Regions from separate parts of the Mus musculus genome. Here region 1 is linked to region 2. A link is a contact called in public Hi-C data. All regions are on one chromosome and are shown on one strand. Each heading gives the region's core, a stretch centred on a gene start, on an enhancer-like site or on the middle of the called end of the contact. The rest is flanking DNA. Distances are from core to core; before and after follow the strand shown.

Region 1 (5,571 bases), core at 1,697-4,196, 1.7 Mb after region 2:
TTAGAATACATCAGAGTCTGCTCAGCTTAGTCCCTGAGGCTTTTGATAAATATACCAGGTCCCTGTGTCAATATTTCAGAGCAAGGGCAGGCATGTAAAAGCCCCATACTTTTACACCACTCCACTGAACTATGATTAGATTTAGTGACAAGCATCATACGTATCAAGTTCAAAGCCAACTGGGACATTGGGGTAGAGGATAAAGATGTATGATGGCCCTATTCTCAAGTTTATGGTGTCTCTACACTACTGGTTCTCAGCCTTCCTAATGCTGTGACCTTTTAGTACAATACTTCATATTATGGTGAGCCCCTCCCCCCAGCCATAAAGTATTCTCCTTTGCTTCTTTAAGAATGTAATTGTACTACTTTTATGAATCATAATGTCAATGTCTGCATTTTCTGATGGTCTTAGGTGACTCCTTTTTTTCTTTTTTTATTAGATATTTTCTTCATTTACATTTCAAATGCTATCCCAAAAGTCCCCTATACCCTCCCCCCGCTCTGCTCCCCTACCCACTCACTCCCACTTCTTGGCCCTGGCTTTCCCTTGTACTGGGGCATATAAAGTTTACTAGACCAAGGAGCCTCTCTTCCCAATGATGGCCAACTAGGCCTTCTTCTGCTACATATGCAGCTAGAGACACAAGTTCAGGGAATACTGATTAGTTCATATTGTTGTTCCACCTATAGGGTTGCAGACCCCTTCAACTCTTGGGTACTTTCTCTAGCTCCTACATTGGGGGTCCTGTGTTCCATCCTATAGATGACTATGAGCATCCACTTCTGTATTTGCCAGGCACTGGCAAAGCTTCACAGGAGACAGCTATATCAGGGCCCTTTCAGCAAAATCTTGCTGGCATATGCAATAGTGTCTGCGTTTAGTGGCTGATTATGGGATGGACCCCTGTGGGGCAGTCTCTGGATAGTCCATCTTTTTGTCTTAGCTCCAAACTTTGTGTCTGCAACTCCTTCCATGGATATTTTATTCCCTATTCTAGGGAGGAATGAAGTATCCATGAGTTGGTCTTCCTTCTTGATTTTCTTGTGTTTTAGAAGTTATATCTTGGGTATTCTAGCTTTCTGGGCTAATATCCATTTATCAGTGAGTGCATATCAAGTGACTTTTTTGTGATTGGGTTATCTCACTCAGGATGATATCCTCCAGATACATCCATTTGCCCAAGAATTTCATAAATTCATTGTTTTTAATAGCTGAGTAGTACTCCACTGTGTAAATGTACCACATTTTCTGTATCCATTCCTCTGTTGAGGGACATCTGGGTTCTTTCCAGCTTCTGGCTATTATAAATAGGGCTGCTATGAACATAGTGGATCATGTGTCCTTATTAACAGTTGGAACATCTTCTGGGTATATGCCCAGGAGAGGTATCGCTGGATCTACTGGTAGTACTATATCCAGTTTTCTGAGGAACCACCAAACTGATTTCCAGAGTAGTTGTACAAGCTTGCAATCCCACCAGCAATGGAGGATTGACTCCTTTGAAAGATAGTTGAACCCACCCCAGTGAGAGATGCAACCCACAGCTTGAGGCCTATTGCTCTACGGTCACTAAACAGAAAGGACATTAGCAGGCAGAGGCAGGGCAACATGGTTCTACCAACGGACTGTGGAAAGTGTACATTAGAGACCTTGAGATTTACCCTTGAGTCAACTTTCAGGTTGTTTCACTGCCTGTGCTCACACCACTAATGGGGCTTTGCAGAGAAAGGGATTAAGTAGCTAATGACAGCATTTATAATAAAATGTGCTGTACCACACGGGTTTGTTCTCTTTTCTGGTGATGAGAGCTCTTCTAGAAGAGGTCAACCATGAAAGTCATCAAATGGAACACCTGAAGGACTGCACCATAGAGTGTACAGCCTAAGTCACCCTCACAGTACCACCCAATGCTGACTTCAAGGATTTAAGTCTCCCTGCTGCTAAAGGATGGGAGGGTTCATTGCCTGGCTATATATCCTTCTCTTTGCTATGAGAGTCTCTGCCTTAACAATCATGTGGGAAAGGCAAATATCAAACAGGCAAAAATCTTGTTTTTATGCTACAAACTGAATGAGTGATCTTCTTTAGACTTGTCATTTTCATAAAATACAAGTAGAATTTAAGACATTTTTAATTCAAAATATCATTTGGTTTGCTACTTAATGGAATGTCAAAGATTATATAAAGCAGTGGACAGTTCAGGGTTAGGAAGATAGCTCAGAACTTAAGAGCACTGGCTATTCTGCCAGAGGACCTAGATTCTATTCCCAGCACCCATGTGGCAGCTAATAACTGTCTATAATAACTCTAGTTACAAGAAATTGGATGCCCTCTCCTGGATTCCACAGGTTCTAAGTATATGCATGGTGCATGAATATATTTGAGTCAAAGCACCAATACTCACAAAATAAACTTCTCAAAGAAGTAGAAATTCTAAAAGGATAACATAAGTGGGCATGTTTTCAAAAAGTATGCTTGCATGTCCACAATCACTGATTTATTTAAAACAGGCATAGAATTATACCCAGGTTAAATCATTAGGCTTTTCATGGTTAAACTAGGTTGAAGCTAGAAATGATAGAAAATCTTGATCCAAAAGAGAAATTCCAGCAACCCCAGAAAGCGGGCAACCAGGTCTTGTTAGCTTGATTGGAGGGAATAATCCGGGGGGGGGGGAGCACAACCGTGTGCGTACATTAGATTCCCTGTTTCTCGATGACTAAACTCGGCATGCTTCGTTGAAAATGCTTGTTTCTTATCTAGAAAAACATCTGCTTTTTGCTGCTAAAAGCGGGATCCTGAGGGAAGTGGTGATCTTTCCCAAGGCAACTTGATTAATAGCAGGCTTCCAAATCTTACTTAAGAGACATTCTGATGCAGCCAACAGCACTGAGTAATTGTTTCCACAAATAATCTTGATATATATTTCCCTTCTTTGGGGAAGTTTAGACAGTGGGACACACAGATCTCTTCCCAAGAACATCTGTACCTAACGCTCTTCCACGAGCAATGCTTGCTGACCAACACACCCCTAAGCACTGGACAGAAAGCCTTCTGGCTGATGAGGAGCTGGTGAAGAAACCCCATCTGAACAAAGCATTGTACTGAACAAATGGGCACAGTGGGTCAAACTAGACTAAGAAGCTTGCTCCCCGGAGCTCCCTTCCTTTCAAGAAAGTAAAAGCACAAGAATGAAGATGTAGCCTCAAGTAGGCAGAGGCAGGCAAATGAGAGCTGACTATGGCATGAAAAGAATCTTCCTGCAGGATAAAGAGAAAATGCTTCAGGAGCAAAGCACTATTAGTGGGCTGTTGTTCTTTTGTTTGTTTTTTGTTTTTGTTTTCTGAATCCTAGAATATGCATCAAAACATTCACTTTGTGAAAATACCTGTGGGGTCACAGTGTCATCAGACATTGCTAACTTCTATATTTAGAAGTTCCTCTGCCTTTGAGCCCAGCTATTCAGATTTCTGTCTAGCAAGCTTTCTTCATGCCTAAGAGATCTGTGTGGGAGACGGTTCTGGTTTTACGGGCAACTACGGGATGATAGGCCCATTGTTTTCCTATAAGAATATTCTGCCTTCTCCCTAATAAATCTTGAATCAGATAACTCATTGCACTTCAGCTCACTTTAACTTTTTTAGAAGGTCTTATGAACTAGAACAGCCTGCTGGTGAGTTAGAAACTTAAAATAAGCTCTCAGATGAGATCAGAAAGCAGAAATGGGAAGGAGAGGGAAATAACAACTGTCTTAGTCAGGAATCAGGAACCCTGCTTTCAAAACTAACTTGAAGACTTGGTCCCTGACTCCCAAACATGAAACCTTGAGTAATTCTTGATATCGCTATCATTGTAAGAGCTCAAATTTACAGTGTTTACATGAACTTAGCCCTTTACACGGCTTAGCTACTGTAATCTTCAGAGTGACTCTGCAAGGGAAATTCTATTATATCACTTTCTAGCTATAGGAACCAGTTCTGAAAACTCAATCAGCCCCAGTTTCTACAACTAGTGGATGCCAGACCCCTAGGTTTTCACCAACTACAAAGGCACTGAATTGAAGCCACCCACCTTCTCTGCAACAATGATTATCATGCTTTCTGGAGTCACCAAAAGGTGGTTTTTTAGCTTTCTCTCACAATGACTTAATGTCAGAAAGAAAAAAACAACTAATTTACCACTTCTATGTCTAAGTAGCTTAACGAGTCATGGGCTTTTGTTGGGCTTGGGGGTGTGGTGGAGATAGTTATCGGCATCTTGGCTGATATGTGGTAGGCTCACTGCAATGGCTGTCTGTGCTCCATGTAGTTCCCCATCTGGACAGGCTAGGCTAAGCTGGCCCCAGTACAGAAAATCAGGGGTCCTGAGAAAGAAAGCATGACTTCCTCCTTTGTCCTTGGGTCAGAGTCTGGCACATTAGTTACACTACATTCTATTACTTAAAACAAGTCACAAGGCCAGCCCAGACTGAAAGTGGCCTATTGGCTATCAAATCACATTGACGCGGCGCCTATCCTGGGAAGAGTGAAGAACTGGGGCATTCTGTCTTCACCCTGCCATAGAATGTATGTAAATATGCTTTATAAACCGCAAAGTGCCATACGACTGGGTCCTTAACTACAAAACACTGTCACTGAAAAATGTCAGCGCCTCTACAGATCCAAGGACAGCTTGATTTCATAGCTGTCATGTCTCTGAACTGAGTTTATAGACAATATCAGATATCGACCTTTTCCTACACACTCTGGATTCAGATGGCACCTCCCCTTTGCCTCCCCAGGCCCTTACCCCAAGAATCAAGCCAAACTTACATTCTGCTAAATTAGGAATGCTTCCCCCACCCCACACCCCCTAAAAAAAATCAAGAAGAAAAATGTCTGAGCTTGGTGTCACTCATGGCTGCCCTTTCTGAAAGTACATATTCCATCATTTTTATTGGGGTAGCATGCTTTCTTTCGAAAATCAAATCCCAGGTTTATAGTTTACAACACTTCATAATTCCTATCTACAGGTCCCTGGGAGACACAGTCTGGAAGGGCATCAACCTGTCCGGAGCATTTACACAAGGCCATGAAATTTAGCATGATTTGGACCAAAATTAAAAAAAAAAAAAAAAAAAGCCAATGTAACCAGAAACATTAAAGAGTTTACAACTTCTCTGTGTCGGGACAGTTTGTGTTTGTTAAGCCTCCCATGAACAACCTCCAGATGAGCCTGGAAGGCTGTCAGCCCTTATCATAACATCACGCCATCTCTGGAGGCCATTTAGTCCCACTGCGGCTGGCTGCAGGCTGGTATCAGCCAGGGAGATTTGAAAATCCCCATGTTCCAATGTTCAAGTTACACCCCATGACAATTAAGTCAAATCAGAGGCTCGAGATATAGTGTATTGGTTGTACGATTTGGATAAAGTTATTTTACTTAACCTCTCTGGGCTTTGATTTCCTCCTAAGATGTAGGAGAGATATCAGAAAGAGTGAGGTAATTATATAAAATGCCCCTTTGTAGACAAAAAAAAAAAAAAAACACTTGTTTCTTTCCCCATAAGGCTTTTACATCCCTGAGTGT
Region 2 (5,960 bases), core at 1,953-4,452:
ATATTTTCGTTTAAATTTTTATGCGCGATATCTTGTGAAGAATGTCACTTTATTTTTAAACTTGAGATTGGTTTCTCAAAATCAAAGCTTGACAGGAAGCTGCAAGAGATGCTGAGGAGGAAGTCCACGGATCCTCTACCCAGCTCATTACAGGAGCAACATCTTGTACAACCGCAGTACCATACCTTGACAGGAATGTTGCTATTCCTGTTTCTCTCCCAGTACTACATCCTTCTGGTACTGTAATAATTTTGAAATCAGACCAAGTCCCTTTAAGTTTGTTATTTTATGAATTGTAATAGCTATGGTAATCATTTTACCTTTCTACATAAAATTTAGAATGTCTACATGCATAAAAGTATTGTTAGGACTTTGACATTCAAGCAAACCTGTCTATTTGGGAAGAATAGTATCTCCGAGGTCATCCACGAACATCACTTATTTTCCCATTTATTTACAGCTCTCAGTGCTTTGCTCGTCCTGGAGCAATTTTGGTTCCCAAGTTCTATCATGGTTTGTTAGGTTTGCATCTTTGAATTTCTTCGTTGGTTCTGTTAGATAGTAGTCACTGGTGTTGTGTTTGTTAGTATAATGGATATAATTTATTTTTATGTTGAGATTCTATGACTTTGAAAGACACTTATTAGCTCTTAAAGGGTTTTAATTTTTTATAGCCATGTTGGCTCCCTTCTTTCCTTCCTTCCTTCCTTCCTTCCTTCCTTCCTTCCTTCCTTCCTTCCTTCCTTCCTTCTTTTCTCTCTCTCCCTTTCTCTCTCTCCCTTTCTCTCTCTCCCTCTCTCTCTCCCCTCCCTCCCTCCCTCCCTCCCTCCCTCCCTCCCTCCCTCCCTCCCTCCCTCCCTCTCTCTCTCTCTCTCTCTCTCTCTCTCTCTCTCTTTCTTTCTTTCTTTCTTTCTTTCTTTCTTTCTTTCTTTCTTCTTACAAAGACAATCACTTATTTATAACCAGGAATAATACACTGCTTCCTTTCCACTTTATATCCCTTTAACTTATATTTCTGGCTTTATTTCATGACATAATATAAAATAAAATGAGTCACTGTGGTAAGAGCAGAAGTCCCTTGTATTATTCCTGCATATAGATATTATCCTACCCATGGACATAATTTTCCTTACTCATGGCATATAAAAATTTTAAACATATTGTTATCTGCTGTTATACTTTGAAGAATTTTTGATATCTATATATGTGATGAACATGGGTTTAGGCTTTCTCTCCCTCTTCCCTTCCTCAGTTTTGTGTAGTTTTGCTATCAGGAAAATACTGCCCTTTGCTATCAGGAAAATACTGAAGTGGAAATTAATAATAATAATAACAACAATTATTATTATTATTATTATTATTTTGGACATGTGATATAGTGTAGTCAAGTTTGGTCCCAAACTTGTGATCTTCCTGTCTCAGCCTCCTGGGGTTGCACATCTTTATCATCATGCTTGGTAATTTATATTTTTACTTTTTGGCACTGGGGGTTAAACCTGGGGCCTCTTGCATGCTGGGTAAGCACTCCATGCCTGAGCAACTCTCTCAGTCCTCTTTTTTTTTTTAAATGAGGTGTTGCACTGAGTTAGTATTGATTCCTTGATGGAATTCTACATTGCAAGCATCCCATTCTCAAAATTTGGGAGAAGGAATTCAAAATATGAATCAGGTATTTTAAATAATTACAGTTTTTTTTTAAGTTTTATATTTTATCCTCAGTGAGTTGTGGCAACTTGTGTTTTGAGGAACTGATCCATTTCATGTCAGCAAAGAATATGCACACAGAAATAGTCATAGTATCCTCTCAGGTCTGTCTCGTGTCTGCAGACTCTGTGGTGTTGTCTGTATCATTCCTGACGTTGGAGACTTGCATCCCCTCTTTTTCTTTATTAGACTTCCTCAAAGTTTGATGATTATACTGGTCTTTAAAAAGAACAACATTTCAATTAATTTTTTACTGCTATTTTTCTTTTTCAATGTCACTTATTTATAATCTTATCTTTTCTATTTTCTTCCCTGTTCTCAAATCAGATTGGTTTTGCTGGTTTTCTTCTTTTTTTTATTTTAATTCTATTTTGAGATATGTGCTTGCATTACTGACAGGAGACATTTTTCTTTATGCTAATTCATGCGTTTAGTGCTATGTTCTTCATGGGGATTTAGTTTTCTCCCCAAAATTTGGACATGTTTTCTCTGTTACTTCGTATTTATCCCTTGGGTAATTTATAAGCACACTTAGAAGTTAGTCGTTAGAATTTTGTTATTTTCTATAACCTTGTTATTGCTTGCTAATTTGATTTCATTGTGATTCGTGATTGTTTAATGGCCGCCCTTGATATATGCCATGTGGTTGCCTGGAAAGAACATATATTCTGCTGGTGTTCAGATGCGTGGTCTGTACCTGTGGATTAGAAGCTGTTTGTAGAGCTGATGAGTTCTGTGTGCTGGCTGGTTTTCTGAGCAGTTCTGTCACCACTGACAGAACTATCTATCTATAGAATCTATGGGATGAGGTTCCATGCTTTGAGATACATTTTCTTTTTTTCATATATGTAAGCCCCTCACCAGAGCCAAAGTTATACCCAGCAGGCCTTTGAACTTCTGAGCCAAATAAACCTCTTTTCTTTATAGAGTTAGTCTTCCTCCAATGTTTTGTCAGAGTAACAGACAGAGGCCAAAGTTCTGGGACATCTTTATTGTTCTGGTTTCCTGTTCACTAAATCTTTTCTCTTTCTTCTTTAGCTTCATTTGGAGATGAGCTACTGCCTCTAACATGGAGAATTAGGGTTTTTTTTTTCTATTTTTAAGTTTTATTTCTTGTTTTCTGCCTGTTACTTCTTTGTTTTTGTAGGATTGTAACTTATTGGGACATTTTTATGATTTTTTTAAAAATAAAATCTTTGTTATTCAGTTCTCACAACCCAGCCATCTATTTATCTTTTCCCATTAATGTTTATGTTCTTATGTGAGGTTAATTTTTATCAAGACTTGGATTGATTGTGGTTGTTATTTCATGATTGTTTGAATCTTCTGTCATAGGACATTCCTTTTGGCAGGTCTGTGGCACAGACAGTATAGGGCACAGTCTCAGTAATACTTGGAGGGCACAAAAATCTATCCTGTTTCCCCTCCCTTGTCTCAAGAGAGATGGAGGTCCCTGGTTACTTGCTAAGGCTTGGTTTTATTTATAGGACCTGGAATAGGGGTGCTCTGCTGACACTGAGGTGGGGCTGTCCGTGTTATTGCTAGGAGGTGATGCAATCATTGAGTCTTTATTAGATCTCTGATTACTTCCTCTAGTGGGGAGGGAACAGGTTGCTTTACTACTGATGTTCGGGAATGAAAGTCTGCATGCACGCCACAGCTGATGTTCCTCTCACACCATTGGAAGAACAGTGGTTTGTTACTCCTCTGTACGGCTCTGCTGACCCCTTTAGACCAGCCTTGGGTCGGTCTGCTGGCTGTTTCTGTTTCATTGGGAATGTTGGTCTAAACTTCACGTTTAGCCTTTGCTGACTTGGGTGATGGGAAGACTGTAAAGCTTTCTCCGCCCTTTTTAGCTGGAGTGGGGTGGGTAACACCAACAGGTTTTGCATATTGTTCGTATTCTTCCCTGGCCATCTGGGAAGAGGAACAAGCTTTCGTTGAAGCTGCTTTTGCGAACATCTTAGCATTTCTATCTAAGTGGTCAACTTCTTTAGCTCTAAGTCTGGGATACAGGAGGTTAAAAGGAAACAAAAGGATTTCCTATGCTTTATTCTTTGTGTTCTAAGCTCCCAGGTCAGCTGTCTTATCTCCATCTTTCAGAATATCTCCTTCTTTCTATGGATTTTTAAATTTTAACTAGAAAATGATCAGAGAGTTTATTAATAGTTATATTTATTCAGAGGATTAGGGAGAAGTGTATCCATGCTGCTTTCCAAGAGAGGAAAAGCAGCCTTTACTTAGCCATAACACACTTTCATCTCACACGTGCTGATTGGACACCCATGTGTCTAGCACTGCTCTGGACTCTGTGGATGATGACAAAAATTAAAAGATACAAATGTCAGCATTAAAAATGGATACCATGGGCTGGAGAGATATCTCAGCGGTTAAGAGCACTGACTGCTCTTCCAGAGGTCCTGAGTTCAATTCCCAGCAGCCATGTGGTGGCTTACAACCATCTGTAATGACACCCAATCTTCTCTTCTGGTGTGTCTAAAGACAATGTACTCATATAAATAAAAATAAATAAATGAATTAAAAAATGGATGCCATATTCTTTTGTGTGTTGTTTGTTTGCATTCAAGCAAGTGTGCTTGCATGTAAATGCATGCATGAGGAGGGCAGAAGTCAACTTCTTATGTCATTCCTTAACACACTTTCCACTTTGCTTTTGTGACAAATAGTCTAGGTTAGCTGGCCAACAAGCTCCCAAGATCCATGTGTCTGTCTCTCCTTTCTCAGTACTGGGATTACAAACCTGTGCCGGCACATCCAACTTCTTTAAAAATAATAATATTACATTTTATTACTTTAGTGTGTGTGTGTGTTGGAGAGGTGAGAGGACAAATATGGGGGTTGGTTCTTTCCTTCTACCATGTGGGTCTAGGGGATTTAGGTCATCAAGACTGGGTGGAGGGTCTTAACCTACTAAGTTATCTTGCTAGTTAGTATCCAGCTTTTTTATGTGGGTTCTGGGATCAAAGTCAGGTCTTTGTGTTGTAACGAAAGTGGCTTACTGACTGAGTCATCTCCCCAGCACCCTATGTTATTTTAATAATAAAAGAGGTGAAGCTATATAGAGATCTGGGGCAATCAGTGGGGGGGCGGTATTTTACTTGTCCTCTGGTTGTCCTCTACCTTGGAAAGTGTCAAGCAACCAAATGTCTTGGGATGATGTCCCATCATCTGAGCCATGTCTTAGATGCTTGACATTCATGCTGACTTCAGATGAGGGAAGACTGGGTTTAGATCGGTCAGTAAAAGATTTATTTATTTATTTATTTATTTATTGAAGATACTGAACTTAGAGGAAAAAATTGAAAGATGCATTTGGGTGAGAAACAGTCTGCCTGTGTGACGCCTGGAGGTAAGCCAACTGGGAAGTCAAACCTCTCTGAAAGGGATGACTGGGTCAGGGCTAGGCTAGCCCTGTTCCTATCCTGGGCTCACGGACCATGTCTCTGGCCCTGCCTCATCTGCTACTTGTCTCCTCACTTCCTAGCTCTTCCACAGAGTGACTTTCTGTATTGCTTCTGACTTTTTACTGACGTGTTGACTGATATATTCTAAAATATATGTCAGACTACATATGACTGATACGTTGACATATCAGTCTATGACTGATAGACATGTTCTTTCTGAGTAGTCTGCACAAATTACCTTCAGCCTCCTCTAATCAGAGATAAGCGCCAGAATCTTTATGGTATTAGAGTGGTTGCTATTTTATATCATGCACACAGCTCACACACACCTTTACTCCCCTGTTTTGTTGTTATTATATAATCTTATTTCAAGGTCCTGAAGGGCACAAATTGTCTTCTAGCCACCAAAGCCCTGGAAAGGCCATAAGGGATCACTGAGAAAAGGGGTCCTTTAGCTCATTATTGGTATCATCTGGGGGTGTCTTCCAAGGCCCCGTGTGAGACCTAACATATGTGTATGTGTTTGGGACGTAGGCTGGGCTGGACATCTGAGAGAAGGAGCTATGTTTTTGTTTTGTTTTTATACTGTGACAACTCTCAAAAAACTCTTTGGCACTATCTAATGCATTTGCATGGTGTTGGCTGCATGCATTTTGGTTCTTCATTTGTCAAACAGATCTCAAGTTTTTATCACACCAATTTAATTTTAACGTAAATGCTGCAAATGAGGGCAACTGTGTATCCTGGGAATGGACAGCAAGCCCTGCTCAGCACCAGGACAGTCTGCTGAAAAGCTTACCAGCTTGGAGCTTTATACAGTTACTTTCCTGG

The links. A called contact is a pair of places that touch in the nucleus more often than the background predicts.
Region 1: a contact with region 2 is called in a Hi-C map of uterus, with 8 times the contacts expected there. The contact joins two enhancer-like sites. A contact is called at or near these places in 37 of 484 Hi-C or Micro-C datasets (the 3T3-L1 cell line, the AML12 cell line, B cells and 26 more) and 2 of 115 datasets of contacts at active chromatin or transcription factors (PVALB interneurons and neural progenitor cells).

Annotation. Positions count from the first base shown.
Region 1 is chr17:82,874,540-82,880,110 of GRCm38.p6, forward strand. All of the region lies in intron 4 of Gm34265 (a long non-coding RNA gene), which reads right to left. The region is part of intron 1 of Gm41629 (a long non-coding RNA gene); the gene reads left to right. Among named protein-coding and RNA genes, the nearest start is that of Gm41629, 5.5 kb to the left of the region's middle. Within about 2 kb of position 2,947, at least 3 of the 459 cell types and tissues checked have an H3K27ac peak or open chromatin away from gene starts, as enhancers often do. A contact at or near this core is called in uterus, where this site is marked.
Region 2 is chr17:81,194,334-81,200,293 of GRCm38.p6, forward strand. No RefSeq gene overlaps it. Among named protein-coding and RNA genes, the nearest start is that of Gm33944, 88 kb to the right of the region's middle. Within about 2 kb of position 3,203, at least 1 of the 459 cell types and tissues checked has an H3K27ac peak or open chromatin away from gene starts, as enhancers often do. A contact at or near this core is called in uterus, where this site is marked.